Regions from separate parts of the Gossypium hirsutum genome. Here region 2 is linked to region 1. A link is a contact called in public Hi-C data. All regions are on one chromosome and are shown on one strand. Each heading gives the region's core, a stretch centred on a gene start, on an enhancer-like site or on the middle of the called end of the contact. The rest is flanking DNA. Distances are from core to core; before and after follow the strand shown.

Evidence for each region. Hi-C and Micro-C count contacts between places; a contact is called where the count stands out from the background.
Region 2: a contact with region 1 is called in a Hi-C map of leaf, with 2.1 times the contacts expected there. The contact joins the promoter of LOC107951760 here to the promoter of LOC107950529 in region 1. A contact is called at or near these places in 17 of 34 Hi-C or Micro-C datasets (anther, callus, cotyledon and 5 more).

Annotation. Positions count from the first base shown.
Region 1 is chrD03:9,398,987-9,402,155 of Gossypium_hirsutum_v2.1, forward strand. LOC107950529 reads left to right here and starts at 1,684. Exons shown (of 5, transcript XM_016885399.2): 1 at 1,684-2,327. The coding sequence starts at 1,929.
Region 2 is chrD03:9,638,494-9,641,662 of Gossypium_hirsutum_v2.1, forward strand. LOC107951760 (putative gamma-glutamylcyclotransferase At3g02910) reads left to right here and starts at 1,578. Exons shown (of 1, transcript XM_016886898.2): 1 at 1,578-2,478. The coding sequence starts at 1,845. The coding sequence ends at 2,378.

The DNA.
Region 1 (3,169 bases), core at 434-2,933:
GGCATTGGAACATTTTCTTTTTTATGCACAAGGTTCATCTTACGAACACTAATACTAGGAAAATAGATTGCATATTCTCATCCATCAGCACATATCCTTTCACAACTTTGAGAGGAAAACTACAATAGAGCATTTGCGTTACTACCTTGGTGCATCCCAACACAAGAATTTGCTATAACAAGCAACCCAAGAACCGTCATTATCCGCGTCGCACCAAACTCCCTCACGAGGCACAACATTTTTTTGGTCGAGGGTTTAGGGTTGGAATGGATCGCAAGGAACAGAAAAAGCTGGCCACCAAAATTGAGAAGGAGATGACATAAGAGATTAGGAAAAAAGAAGAGGTTGAAAAGAAGCTAGAGGAAGTCGTTGTGTAGAGGGTTAAACTCTCCAATAGGAAATGAAACAGAAAACTCAAATCAACCGTGGGTTTCTCCATTCCTTCTTTTTTCTTCCTTCTTCTCTTCTGCTTCTTAAATTGGGGTTCCACCGTAGCTAGTTAATGTACAACGTGGCTAGTTAATGGGTCACCTCAACTTTCTGTTACGTTTGTAGAGGAAAATGTTCATTTGTGACCGATTTGTTATTTTTATTAAAGTTTAGTGATTGAATTGTAATTTTTTAAAGTTTAATAATTATTTTATTATTTTAATTAAAGTTGAGTGATTATCAGTTTACTTCACCCTTATTTTTACTAAAGATGAAGAGCAATTTAAAATTCGAGAAAATACCATATCATCAAATGTTTATCTTTGATTTTTAAGATTTCAACTTTCAACAATCTCCTTATTTTACAGAAGTTCTTTTAAAATCGTGTTTATTGGAATACTAATGGCATGCATGCGAATACGGCAAAGAAATTCGGAAAAAAGGAAAATCTTGAACGTTAGAGAAGATATTTATTGTCATATAGAAGAATTAAAAATTGCAGAAAAAATAGAATTTTTGTTAAAATTTGCCAAAATGTGTTGCATAAAATATATTCTTTGAGTAAATTTAGACACTGACCTCTAGGTGTGTTCACTATTTATAATTGGCTGGAAACTTAAATGGGACTATAGAATATAAAGAAAATGAAGATAGCATTAATTTTTATTTAAAATTTTTATTCAATAAATAAATATATGATACTGCATGTGAAATAATGAGTGGAAACTGTTTATGATATGTTTTAATTAGATTAATTTATTTTTATATTAATATTTGATCTCAATTTTTTTTGTGTGAGCGGAAAAGTTAATTGATGTTAAAAAAATTTCACTTGTCATCTTCCTGACTTAAAATTACAGTTTTATACAATAAATTGATCTTGAATTGCACAAAAAATATAATGTAATGTAATTAACATACAATTATTACTTATTATGATTATCATTAATTTTAGGTATTCCAAAATAAATTGAATTTTTTAAATTTATTCTAAAATGTTAAGCATTAAATTGCTAATACATTTCAGATTATTAATTTTGAAATTCTTTTTTGTAAATTTATAATAAATTCAATTTATAAGAAATGCAATTACTTAAATTAATTGTTGATTTTGTATAATTTTATTTTTTTCAATTACTTAAATTTGAGAAATAATTGTTATACATGCAATTTTACCGAATATTATGTGAAAGTAAACGTCCACGTAACCACCTCTGGGAACTCATAAAATAAAATAATAAATGGAGAAAAGAAAAAGGAAAAAGGAAAAAGGAAAAAGGAAAACATCCTTCCATTTTATCCTCAACACACCAACAGAAGCAGCGACTTAGAGCCTTTCTCTCTCAAACATTCACCAAAATCTTTGTGGATGGGGATGTCTTCTGCTTCCAATTCTCCATCCTAAACAAAGAAAACTCGATTCCCAGACAGCTCTTCCTTCCCTAATAGATTCCCATTTTAGTTAATAATAAAACCAAGTGTTTGAACTACTTTCAACTATGTCCTTCCTTACTTCTATTTCATCTCCTCCACAAATTAACTCCCTTTTTTGCTCTCCAATTTTCTCTCTTTACCGCTTCCATGCTCCTTCATTTTCTTCTCTATATCACCGCAAACAAAGTTATGGGAGTGGGAGGATTATAAGAGAGTTGGGGTTTCTGGGTGATTTCAGAGGTAAAGGGAGGGTGACTTCTGGTTCAATGGGGAAACAGAAAGGTGGGTTCTTTTGGGTTTCTTCTCCTTGTAGTTCTGGAGGGAGTTGTAGCTGTAGCAGTAGCAAAGGAGATGAATTTGAGAGTGAAGAAGATGAGGAGGAAGTCGATGATGAAGAAGAAGTTGCTCGTTCGTTTTGTGTTTTGCCTGACAGATGGGATGTTCTTGGCCTTGGTCAAGCCATGGTATATTTCTTAACCATTCTTGCTTATATGTTGTCTCTTGTGTTTTGAATTTATACTTAATGTTAAATTTGTGTTTTTTCAATGTCTTTTTTAGTAAAGTATAGGGAAAAGAGAATTGATGTTAAGGATACAAGCCTTGTAATGTAGTACATTTCTATTTCGTTTCTTAGAGAGGAAAATGTAGTTTGGCTGATATATTTTCTTTTGTTCCTTCCAATCCTACATTTTTTTTGTTGCTTTTAAATCATTAAGGCTTTGGTACTTTGTTCGGGCACCTGCTTTTTACAATTTTCCTTTTGATTTTCTTAAAGCTGGTTAAAAGCATTATCATATTTGTTAAAATTATATTAATAGCTAAAATATGATACACATTGAAACATAATTGTTCTGTAATTATGCATTTTGTCACGCAAAAATTTAATGAACAGATGTTATGCCTCATTTAGGATTTTGGTTGCATTTTCTTACCTTTACCTTAGAAACAACTAGCATCTAGTAAGCATAAAAATAAAGTAGAACCTTACTTATTAATGAAAAGATTGGTCAATTTGGGCTCTATTTTTGGGAACCTGTAAAAATTTCGGCTAGGGGTTAAAGAACTGTTTCCATTCTTCGTCTTGAATAATAATCTGCTGTGTCTATCAAGGTGTTCTTACTGGTTTGTGCGTTTGTTGCTTTACTTAGAAGGCAATTACAAGAAGTTGAGTTATGAAATGGATTATTTAATGAAATAACTGGTATATAGAAACTTTATCTGATGGTATAATGATTCAATAGAATTTTCAAAATCTAACTCATTTGTTGGTCTGCTTTGTTTATCTGTCAATGTTGGATTTTTGGAT
Region 2 (3,169 bases), core at 328-2,827, 240 kb after region 1:
GATTAAGTCAAAAATCAATGATTGAGTCAAAAATCAATGTGGTGCTGACCACTTAAGTCCTTCAACTTAATTTTACTGTTCATTTTAGATTATTTAAGTGATTGTTTTTAAATTTAGGTTATTTTTATAATTATTTATTTTTTGGGTCATTTGAGTAAAATAGCGCCTATTATAAAGGTTATATTTCTTTCTGAATTTTTTTCATTTCTTAAATAAAATGTTTTATTTTAAAATAATATTCAAGTTGTGACATCTACTTTTAATCTACGATATATTATCAAACACGTGGACAAAATTATTTGACTCTTTATCCGCCGCTAAACGGCGCGGGAAACTTTAATGAAATCATTGATTTTATTAGTAGTTTTTGATCCCGACTTTTAAGTTTTAAGTAGAGGCTCAATTATTATTTTTATTTAATTTAAAAATATTTAGGATTTAAGCTTAAAATACAAAATTATCGATATAAAAAAAAGAAAAAAAATGCTATGAAATTATAATTTCACGTCATTTTTATCTATTTTTAATAGATGAATGAGAAATTAAATTTTTCCTCTTGATTTTTAATTAAATTTGAATTTTTTTCAAGAGAAAAAAAGCTAAAAATCAAGAAAAAAAATTTTAATTTGTTATTCTCTTATTAGAAAGAGATAGAGATAACTTAGAATCATAATTTCATACCATCTTTTCTCATAAATTAAAATGCTTTAAAAAATTAATGAATGTAAATGTATTTGTAATTATACATATATTATTTTTATATATAATAGTACTTTAATTTAGGAAATATTTTAAAAATATATATTTATATGTTATATTATTAATATAATTTAAAGTTTATATAGAAAATTTGATCTATTATTTAGCTAAATTACATGGTGTTTATTATAAATTATTTATATTAATTTTAACTAAATTATATAATATTTATTATTAATTATTTGTACTTTGACTAGACCTGTCCATGGGCCGGGTGGCCCGGCCCGGCCCGACGGCCCGCTCGAAATATGGGAGGGTTTGGGTAAAAATATAGGTCCGAAATATGGGCTTGGGCAAAATTTTAGGCCCGTTTAAAAAATAGGCCGGGCCTCGGGCAAGATTTTTTTGGCCCGGGCCCGGCTCGGCCCGGCCCGAAAAATATTAAATATATATATTATTTTTAAAATATAATAGTTTTTTTATTTTAAGTTTATTTACTTTCATTTCCTTGACTAGTGTTACAAAATAATAATAATAAAACATCAAGTTTGTTTTACTAATCAAATGTTAGATTTTGTTACAACAATTAATACAATTAATACAATTAATAATTTGATAAATTTACTAATCAAATATTAGATTTTATTACAACAATTAATACAATTAACAATTAATAATTTGATAATTTTACTAACAATTAATTTTAATAACAATTAGTTTTAATTTTATTAAAAAAATAATTTTAATTTTAATTTTAATTAAAAAGGGCCGGGTCGAGCTGGGCTCGGGCCCCATATTTTTTCTTCGGGCCGGGCCTAGGCAAAATCTCAAGCCCATATTTCAGGCCGGGCCGGGCCCGGGCCTAATAAACGGGCTGAAAATTTTTTGTGGGCCCGGCCCGAACTCGGCCTGACCCGGCTTATGGATAGGTCTAACTTTGACCAATAATAAAGTAATTAAATAAAACCATTCACCACCCTCCAGATTGAGAATTTTCTACAGTTAAAATTCCTAACCAATCAAACGGAATCCTCCTATTAATAGAACTCCACACCCCTTCTTTACCTGACAACCTGCAAATCCTCTCTACTTCTTTTTGTTCCTTTGATTTTCCCTCACTTTCTAGCCAACCAAACACCACTAGAATGGGTGTGGAATTGGAAAACAGTAATTGTACGAACCTCGTGTTCACATATGGCACCTTGAAACGGGGCTTTGCCAATCACGTGCTCCTTCAAGATTTGATGCGAACGGGAGACGCCGTATTCAAAGGCACTTACTGTACCCTGCAGAAATACCCGCTCGTTTGCGGGCCATACCGCGTCCCTTTCCTCCTCAACATGGCCGGTTCGGGACTCCGAGTCACGGGAGAGTTGTACGCAGTGTCGGCTCGGGGGCTGGACCGCCTGGACGAATTGGAAGGCACAAGTCGCGGGCATTACGAGCGGAGGCCCATCCATCTGACGCCGGCTGGGGAGGAAGAGCTATTGCCGTGCGCAGCTCAGGCGTATTACGCGCACAAGAGTTACGAGGAGGAGATGTGGAAGAGGAACGGGAGAAAAGGGTTTGGGGTATATTCGGAGAAAGAAGCCAAAGGTTATGTGAAACGTAAGGATAGGCCTCAAAATCTCAGTTTCTTGGATCATATTAGGATCTTCATTTCGTCTCCTTCTGATTAAATCAATAAACATAAACAGTTGGAGAAAAATTTTGAATGTTGTAATGCTTGTAAAATTTTTCTCGAGATTTCAATGAGAAACGAGATTGAATTTTCTCAAATTTGTTGCCATTTTTTGCATGGTCATGGTGGAAATTAAAATGTCGCAATTTGAGTTTGTAAAATTACTTAATGGTGTTTAGGTGCAAAATTTTGGGCTTCCATTAAAATTTAGGAGCATTTGTATTATTTTCTTCTTCATTTAATTCTCTTTTGGCCTCTAATAGACAGATTGCGGGAAAGGGTTTTAAAAGTTTAGGTAGTTGGTAAAAACATTAAGTTAAATATTGAATGAAATTAAGCTAATATAATGAATGGTTATAAATTGGTGAAAATAATTTATAGAAGTATTAAGGGTGAATTATACAATTAGTCATCCAGTTTTTTTTTTGGTCATCAAACTATAAAGATTTTCATTTTGCCACTAACTTTATCATTTGTTCCGGTTATAGTCACCCTCCATTAAATCATTAGTAGAAATGATGATGTTACCTTTTTTAATTAGTATAATTATCATTTAGTTCTCAATATTTTCACATTCTATCAATTTAGTCCTAATTCTAAGTAATACCACAAATTCAACCCTTTATATTTACAAATTTCATCAACTTGTAACATGGGAAGGCAAAGATTGCATAATTATTGTCTTTAAACCATTGAATTTAGACATGTTTTGAGATGATTTAAAAGAAAAGCTTCTTGAGAACGATGCTTAATGAAAATGGCCATAACTATAACGTGCAAAAAGAAAAA